2 separate regions of the Anser cygnoides genome follow, and region 1 is linked to region 2. A link is a contact called in public Hi-C data. All regions are on one chromosome and are shown on one strand. Each heading gives the region's core, a stretch centred on a gene start, on an enhancer-like site or on the middle of the called end of the contact. The rest is flanking DNA. Distances are from core to core; before and after follow the strand shown. Region 1 holds the start of CYCS (cytochrome c, somatic). Region 2 holds the start of GSDME (gasdermin E).

Region 1 (4,012 bases), core at 1,377-3,876, 140 kb after region 2:
GCTACTTCTGAAAAATCTGATAGTAATTAACTACAGCTTGAGCATCTCTCTGAACAAGGTTTTGTGAGGAAACTGATGTTGGTTAATATTAGGTCTGCCTTCCTATTTGCAGGAAGCACTACTTGTGCATTCAGTTTTAAAAAGTCACAAAACATACAGTAATACTAACAAAATGTCTCAGTGGTTAATCTTAATTCTTGTCGTGTACTGTGACTAACAGCCCTTCAAAACTTGATTGTTAAGCATGCTGTTCTACCTGACGTTAACTCAGAAATATCAATTCTGCAGCACACCTACAGCTTTCATGCTATTTTGAGTTTTCCACCCCATCCAATTTGGGAAGTGCAACAAAAGTAGTGTTAAAAAACAGGTAGGATAGCCTAGCTGTGCTGGTTCTAGTTTGAAATACTTTCTAACTTTGCCACACAGAGTACTTTTCACGCTAGCTCCATTAGCATTTACTTTTTTCATGCTGAGCTTTTGCTCGTCTTGTAATGACAAAGCCAGACACCCAACTTTCCTCTTTGCCCCCACTGTTTCTCACTTAATTTCAGACACATACAGCGAACAAAACTTTCAATACTTTTAATTTATCAGATTGATCACTCCAAGTTGTGCCTTACTGTTGATACACAGTAAATACATTCAGCTGAACAATTCACTTAATTTGAAAAAAATGCAGTTAGAATGCTAAAATACTGCTTTACACATGAAACAGAACCTTCTGTAGTGATATAGGCTCCAGGCAGGCACAGAGGAAGACTGTTTACCACTGTTTACAGTCTACCACTGCATTTATTCCTGTACCTCTTCATCAGAAGTTGCTTTTAACAGTAGATTTTAGGTTAGCGCTTCTGCTGAAATAAGATTTTGTTAACTCTCAACTTGGTCTTTAGTGATTATCTTTCCAGAACATCATGTTTTTCTTTCATTACACTACAAATTGCTGTTTTCTGAAGACTTACTGAACACATGGTTTCAACAACATTTACAAAAATGAAGAGGTTTCTGGAGTTATACTCTACTGGTGCATGCAACTGTCAAAGCCCAGATAAATCAAGTAACATGCTTCCCCTAGATAAAAGTGCCTGAGCACAGTTACCATTTCACAATTAATAAGAAAGTGAAATTGTATTCTTATTCCAAGCTTTAGACAGATTAATATATAACATAACACCTTGTACTGATCAAACTTAGAAAAATATTTTTTAATTTTTTTTTTTTTTAAGCAAATCTTTAAAGTAATGTCGCAGACTTATGGTGGAAGATGCCAAGGCCCATCCTCCTTTTTCATCTCAAAAAGTTAGGCTGCCAAACCTGTTATACTATTAACAATTACTCATTCAATGCTTTTTTTTTTTTTTTAAACAATGAAGAGGCCAGAAGTGTTGTTTTGTCTTTTTTTTTTTAATTCCATGATCAAGAATGACTGAACATTATATTCATTTAAATCAATCCAATTACATAGTTTCCATAAGTTAGTGGCTGCCAAACAAGCGTGTAGTCCAGCATCCCACCATGAGCAACGTTATCTGATGGGTAAGACCAATTTTAAGGTTAGACATAGTACATGTAAAAATAGAATGTTTAAAAACCAATCTTGTCACAGATATTTCCATTGCCATCTCCTTTGTGAAATAAATAAGGCAGCAGATAACTTCTACTTCGCAGTGGCATCTTTGAGATATGCTATTAAGTCTGCTCTCTCGGACTTCTTCTTAATACCCGCGAAAATCATCTTTGTTCCTGGGATATACTTCTTTGGATTTTCCAAATACTCCATCAGAGTATCCTCACCCCAGGTGATACCTGGAAAGAAGAAAAAAAGATGTTTGGAGCTGTCAAAAGTGAAACATTTCTTTCCTTGTCCTCCATGTTATTTTACTTTCTGACAGATACTTACGACTTTGATACTTCTAAGACTATCATCAAGAACTGAACGTTTTTGCCCCCAGTAACCCAGAGAAGCAGCTTTACGCTTACCTTTATTCTTATTAGCATCTGTGTACGAGAAGCCCTCAGCCTGCCCAGTCTTGCGCCCAAACAGGCCGTGTAGGTTGGGTCCGGTCTTGTGCTTGCCTCCCTTCTCAACCGTATGGCACTGGGAGCATTTCTGCACGAAGATCTTCTTGCCCTTCTCGACGTCCCCCATCTTCAGCGCTAGAGCGGGAACACACGGAGAGGTCAGCGCGCCAACACCAAGGTCAACTCCCCCACGGGGGCTCTGCCGGGACCCGTGCTGGCTCCCAACACCACATCCGCGGCCCGCGCACCCAGGAACTGCTCTGAACGCCTACACTCCAGCGGCACCCGCTGGGTTTGAACGTTACACACAGCCAGACCCCCCCGGCCCGGCCCGGCCCTAACGGTCCTTAACGGTCCCGCCGGGACACGGCAGCGCCCAGGCCCAGGCTCCAGCCCCAGCGGCAGGAAGCGGAGCCCAGGCCCACCAAGCCTAGACCCATGCCCCCCGCAGGCCGCGGCCCCCGCACCTGCCCCGCCGCCACCGCCTTTCCCCGGCCGCCCCGCACCGCCCGGCGTCTGCCCAAGGACACGCCGGACTCCGCCCTATGTAACCCGGTGTCGGTGCAGCCAAACCGCGCCGCAACCTACCGCCCGCCCACTCTGGCGCGCTAGCCAATCAGAGCCCCCCTATCGGCTTCTGATTGGTTAGAACGCCTGTCTGTCAATGTTAATGTCGCGGCGCCGCAGGCTAGCGAGATAGGTTGCGGCCGGCGGGCTGCCTCGCGCTTCCTGCGGAAGGCGCCGTGCGGAGCGCTGTGACGTAACGGGCGGGGAAAGGGGGCAGGCGCACGGCGCATGCGCACAGCGGAAAGCGAAGCAAAGGTCGCGCGGCGCCCCGAGCGCGTGGTCAGGGCGGCCCCGGGGGGCAGTGGCCGTGACGTAACGGCCGGCCCCGCCCCTCGGTTGCCAAGGGGAAGGGACCCCAAGAGAGGCCTGGGGAGCGCCTCAGTGCGCTGCGGGGCGTGCACGAGCATACAGTAATTGTACAAGCAAATTATCGCTCCTCGTTTGATGGGGGCACGTTTTTATCCGCTACTTGTCATGCCTGGAGCGTCACACATAATTTTGTCCACTTTCTAGCGTTTTACCGCTCAGCACATAGTAAATACACGTACACCATGTCAGTCTGCTGCAAAGCTTTAGCAATTAACGGTGTCCTCAACTGTAAACTTACCATAATGAAACTCATTTGCTTATGATGTGGTTAAATTCATTGCTCTGTTGGGAGCAGGGTAACGTAACACGTGCAAGGGAATCACCTTAAAACGGCATCTTGACTTCTGTTGCTAAACTCAGATCTCAAACCAGGCTCCCAGAGTTATGAGGTTGACTGAAAATATGCTAACTTAAATTTAAAGACACCGTCTTTTAGACGAGACGATAAAGACATTACTTTATTTGCCATTTGGTTTTTAACCTTCATACTGCACTTGACTCACGTTTTTAGACTTTTTATCATTGTTGCAAGCACCATAGACTGTATTTTTTTTGATAAGGGTTGTGTGTCTCATATGACTTCAGGTGTCAGATGTATGTAACTTAATACCACAAGACTCCTGGCATGACCCCTGGCCTCTTTTATCTTTAAAAGAGAAAGAGCAGAAAGTGCCTTTTAAGCTGCTTTAAGAAATCACAGTGGTGTAAATTCTTAAGCTTCTTTAAGCACTTGATGTGGTCTGATGCAAGCTTCTTTAAGGACTTGATGTGCGCTAATTACTGACATCAATTCAAAAGATTTCCTTTTGTTCATAGAATGCATACTTCAGGCATCTCTAATTGCCTTCATTTCTTTTAGTTTTTGGTGTCTAAAAATGTGTACTCCATACTAGGCATTGCATGTTGAGCTTCACAGTTACCCCTTGTGATGCATGTGGAAGGACATTGTAGCAATTTTCTTTTCTTTCCTTTTTTTTTAATATTTTTTTTATTTTTTTTTCCTCAGGTAAGCTGTTTTTGAAAACTGTGGCTTGACTGAAGACAGTTGAAT
Region 2 (4,273 bases), core at 100-2,599:
TGAACAGGATGAGATCATGTAAAGATATTTACAGCAACTTTACCGATTATTCAAAGAAACAAACCTTACCCTGCTTCTTTCATTTACCACAGCTCCGTAACTCAATATAGTAGATCATTAGATCTGAAAAAAACATTTAATGAATAATCAGATTTTACCTTTGTCAGCACAGAAGTTCTGAACAGCTGCCCAATATTTCTGACATTCTGTATACACATGCACTTTACAAAACATACCAATAAAACCCCCCAAACCAACACCTTTTTTCCATTCAATGTAAGGTTACCCAGAACACCACAGTCCACAGGCAACTTGGGAAGTGAGGGACAACTGGACTACCAAATAGGTCACATTTTGTCGTAAAGGCATGCTAAGGACAACTCTTGCAGACCGAAGAGGACCAAGCAGTAGGCATGCAGTCAGAAGAGCTGCCAGACTTTAACTTTACCATGTGTCACCCTCTGAATTCTAACCAAGTCAGAGCTTGTCCTGAAAGGCTCCTGAAGTCAGCAAGAGATGGCAAGCAGTACATGTATTTTATTACGAAACCTTAAAGTTATTTTTGCCTGCTTTCTAGATAAGTTATATTTAAACAAAAAGCCACAAAAGCTCACAAGCTCTCTCTTCTGAGCCTTGAGGATCTTCCAGCACGTGCCTCAGATGACTTGGTGCCACACGAACCCCCCCGGGTTTAACGTGCCCTGCCACAAGGGCCATGGTGCCCTCACCCCGAGGCCAGCTGCCACCATCCCACCAGGTCCCATTTTGGGGATGCTCACCTCGCAGCACCCCACAGCTGCACACCTGGGGTCGGGGCAGACGGTGATGCCGGCCCTGAGGGATGAGGCGCTTCGTGTGGGCACGCAGCCATGTGCCGCCCTCACCAAGCCCGGCACTGAGGCAGCGGCAGCAGGCACCCAAGTGCTGCGCTTCCCCTCCGACGCTCCTGCACCACGCGTGATTTGCAGTGATTCAACCTCTAGGGTTTGCGGTTTGGGTTCTGGGTTTTTTTGCTTCCTTAAAGCAGCCGGGTGGCATACGGGCAGGCACGGAAGGGAAACCAGAGCCTGGCTTTTCCCCGAGGCCGCCGCAGCGGTACCTGACAGGGGCGGCCCCGCGCACACGGGGCAGCAGGGCTCGGATGCGGGCTGTGGACCCCACTGTGGCCCCACTCCCTCAGCCCCTCAGCGGGGAAAAGGGGGCTCAGCAGGGGCACTGCCGGCACTGCCGGCCCCTCCGCCTCCCCGGGCCCGCCCCGGTACTCACGGCTGCCCCGCTGATCCCCGCCGCCGCGCCCCGGGGATGCGCCTCGCCCCGCCCCGATGCGATGCGAGGCGCAGGGGGCGATGCCCCGAGGGGAGCCCGGGGCAGCACCGGGAGCAGGGGGGCTCCTGGCCAGCGCCGAGGGCCGGCGAGGACGGACAGCACCGCGGCGGGGCGAGGCGAGGCGCAAAGCCCCGCCCGGGTGCCGGCGCCCCGGGACGCGGGGTGAGGCGGGACCGAGCGCCGCCGCCATTTTGTGGCTCAGCGGCCGCCGCCCAGCAGATGGATGCTGGGCCCGGCAGGGTGAGGGGAGCTGTTGCTGTCCGCTAGCGAAGCCCCAGGGCGGCTTCCACGGAGTCCCTGGCTCCATCGCCTTCCTCCTGGCTGCCCGTGCCCCTCACCTTCCTCAGGAGTTGAAGGGCAGCTGCACTGGGGTCTGGGCTGCCGGTCATGGCGGGCGCTGCCCGCTGAGCCCTGGTGCCGGGGGTGGTTGTGTGTGCGGCAGGGACCCCCGTGTGGTGGCATGGCCCTGAGGGGGGCTGAGGCGGAGGGCTTGGATTTTCCTGTCAGCTCAGCCAGGGGAGGGGACGGTTCATTTTGCTACGTTGCTTCCAGTCGCATAGCACAGGCAGCTTTTCCCTGAGAACTGCCAGATGATGGCATTTTATGACATAATTACATACAAAATTCCTGAGACATCCTCTCAAACCTGACTGGGATTGCTGACGGTCAGAGGATCAACACCTTGTGTATGAAATCTGCTGGAGGCAATGCCCCTGCTGTGTGTGCGGCTGCAGATTTGCAACGTTGGGGTCAGTGCTGTTGGCATGGCTGGAGTCCAGTCAAAGCCCCAGTCCAAATGGGAGTTCCCAAGACAAGTTTTCTGGTTCTCAGTCTGGTTCAAGCCTTGAACAGCACTGGAAAATGAGGAATGCAGTCAATGGAGTGTGGTAGACGGGTTTATGAAGTGTAGTGTAATACAGTGAGCTCAGTGACTGTAGCTCACCTCTTTGAAAGCAAGGCAACACCAGAATAATAGAAATTCAGTGCTTACGATAGGACTGGTCCAGGGAGAAATTGATGAGTCCATGGAAACATAAGGAGTAATTCTTCAAGATATTTACTGAGCATCAAGGAAATATTTTCCAAGTGAACCATGCCACAAGCCAGATTCTTCACTTCTAGGTCAAAGAGAGAGCATTTGGGACTGTGGGGGATGGTCACAAATGTTGAAGCACCAGATCTTAATGGAGCAAAGCCTGGCCTTTAGAAGAAAAGTTGAACGCTGGATGCCCTTAAATGAACAGTCCTGAGCGAGAGGTAACAGTTAATGTATATTGGGCAAGTAGTATCCATGTCTTCCATTCTGTTAACTACATACATCATCCAAAACTTCCAGTTAATTTTAGCAGATATTAGTCTGTCATCCCTTTCTGATTCTCCTAAGTGACACCCTCAGTGAATCAATGATAAATAGATTTATCTTCTTAGGCTGCACCTGCTCACAGAGCAAATAACCTGAATGTTACTAAGTAAGTATCTGCATATGTGATAATTTATTTTTTTTATGGGGTAATAGAAAAAAAAAATAAACCCACGCTTAGAGCCTCATCGTGAGAAAAAGCACCTACAAGTCACTTTCTAGGATCACCACCGAGTTGCAGAATCACTAGCTCCAGTCATAATCTCCTCCAGTGGCTAGTAACAGCACATTTCATCAGCAATCACGTGCTTACCCGTGGAGTGGCAACGTGTCATTCATTTCCAATGCAAGTGTCTGCTAAAGCAGATTTTGAGAAATCAAGCCAGGAAGTGGCACTGAAACATATTATCATGGAAATGTTCTCTGGGGAGGGAGGAGACGAAAATAGTGAAACTTGCCAGTCAGTTTAAGGATGTTACTGGTGGTTTGGTGTGCACCAATTAAGGGGCACCTGCACCAAGGAAATTTCCATCTTTTCAAGATAGACACAAGCCAGCGTAAGATAATTTTAAGATGCTTCACATTAATTAGAAGAGACAGAACCTGGTCTGGGCATTAACAGACAGTTTTGGGGCCATGCAGCAATTAACCTAAAGGTTTCAAAGGCTGATATCAAAACTGGCTGCAAATGGGACACATTTAGAATTGAACACATGCCTTGAGCATTCAGTCTTCATGAAAATGCTCTTCAGGTATACTGCACAGCCAAAACTTGCAGCACACAGTTATTTCATGACTAACTGGGAAGTCAGCAGGGAGAATGTAGTATCAGAGAAATACAAGTTGTTGAGTGTGGTCTGCGCTGGGATCTGTCAGCCACACACTGAATCTCTAGAGCCACAACATGAAGTGCATCACTTCTGCATTAGAAGATCCTTCTGCATTGCTACTGCTTTAGAAGATCCTCTTGTAAAACGTGCAGAAGGAGAAAAACAAAATTTTGCCTGTGTGACAAACTGCCTTTGGCAATGGACAAGATTTGGCTATCTTTTTTAAGTAAGTGAAGTGGGACAGACAAATTACACAAGAACTTCACAGCCACATTTTAAAAAATGAATACACATCGCCTGTAAGTAGTCACCGATATGACACAACAGATAGTAGGCTGAAAGGAAAAAAAGCAGAATAGTTGCATGCTCTTTAAATACCTCCGTGAAATTCCTCAGACATGATATTAAGAAAAGAAATCATTGAGCACCACCAGATGTCAGCATTGCAAAATGGTTATTCCTACCAGTTACAGAAGTCTTTGCACCCTATAAGCACTATTTATTAGATTTACTTTTTTTTGGTGTAATGGCATAATCGGTTCTTATATTTTGCAGTCATTGACATTAGCACAGTGTATATGTCCAAAATTATCTGCAAAGGGGAATTTCTTAAATGGTTGTTTTTTGTCTCTTCATCTTAAAAACTTTTTAAAATGCTTTCACAGGGTTGGCATTAAGAGCCATACTAATGGTATATTGTCCATCTAATGGTCCTTGTAGCCATCACGGAGTTGTTTTAGGCTGCAGCAGCGAGAGA

What was found. A called contact is a pair of places that touch in the nucleus more often than the background predicts.
Region 1: a Hi-C map of granulosa cells shows a contact between it and region 2, with 2.3 times the contacts expected there. The contact joins the promoter of CYCS here to the promoter of GSDME in region 2. A contact is called at or near these places in 3 of 7 Hi-C or Micro-C datasets (fetal liver, granulosa cells and liver).

Annotation. Positions count from the first base shown.
Region 1 is chr2:35,125,952-35,129,963 of Taihu_goose_T2T_genome, forward strand. CYCS (cytochrome c, somatic) reads right to left here and starts at 2,627. Exons shown (of 3, transcript XM_048070319.2): 1 at 2,493-2,627; 2 at 1,984-2,160; 3 at 571-1,809. The coding sequence starts at 2,152. The coding sequence ends at 1,661. LOC106030153 (a long non-coding RNA gene) reads left to right here and starts at 2,636. Exons shown (of 4, transcript XR_001203548.3): 1 at 2,636-3,008; 2 at 3,968-4,012.
Region 2 is chr2:34,985,093-34,989,365 of Taihu_goose_T2T_genome, forward strand. GSDME (gasdermin E) reads right to left here and starts at 1,350. Exons shown (of 11, transcript XM_048070267.2): 1 at 1,267-1,350; 2 at 70-123. LOC106030217 (a long non-coding RNA gene) reads left to right here and starts at 1,352. Exons shown (of 4, transcript XR_007165663.2): 1 at 1,352-1,488; 2 at 2,449-2,583.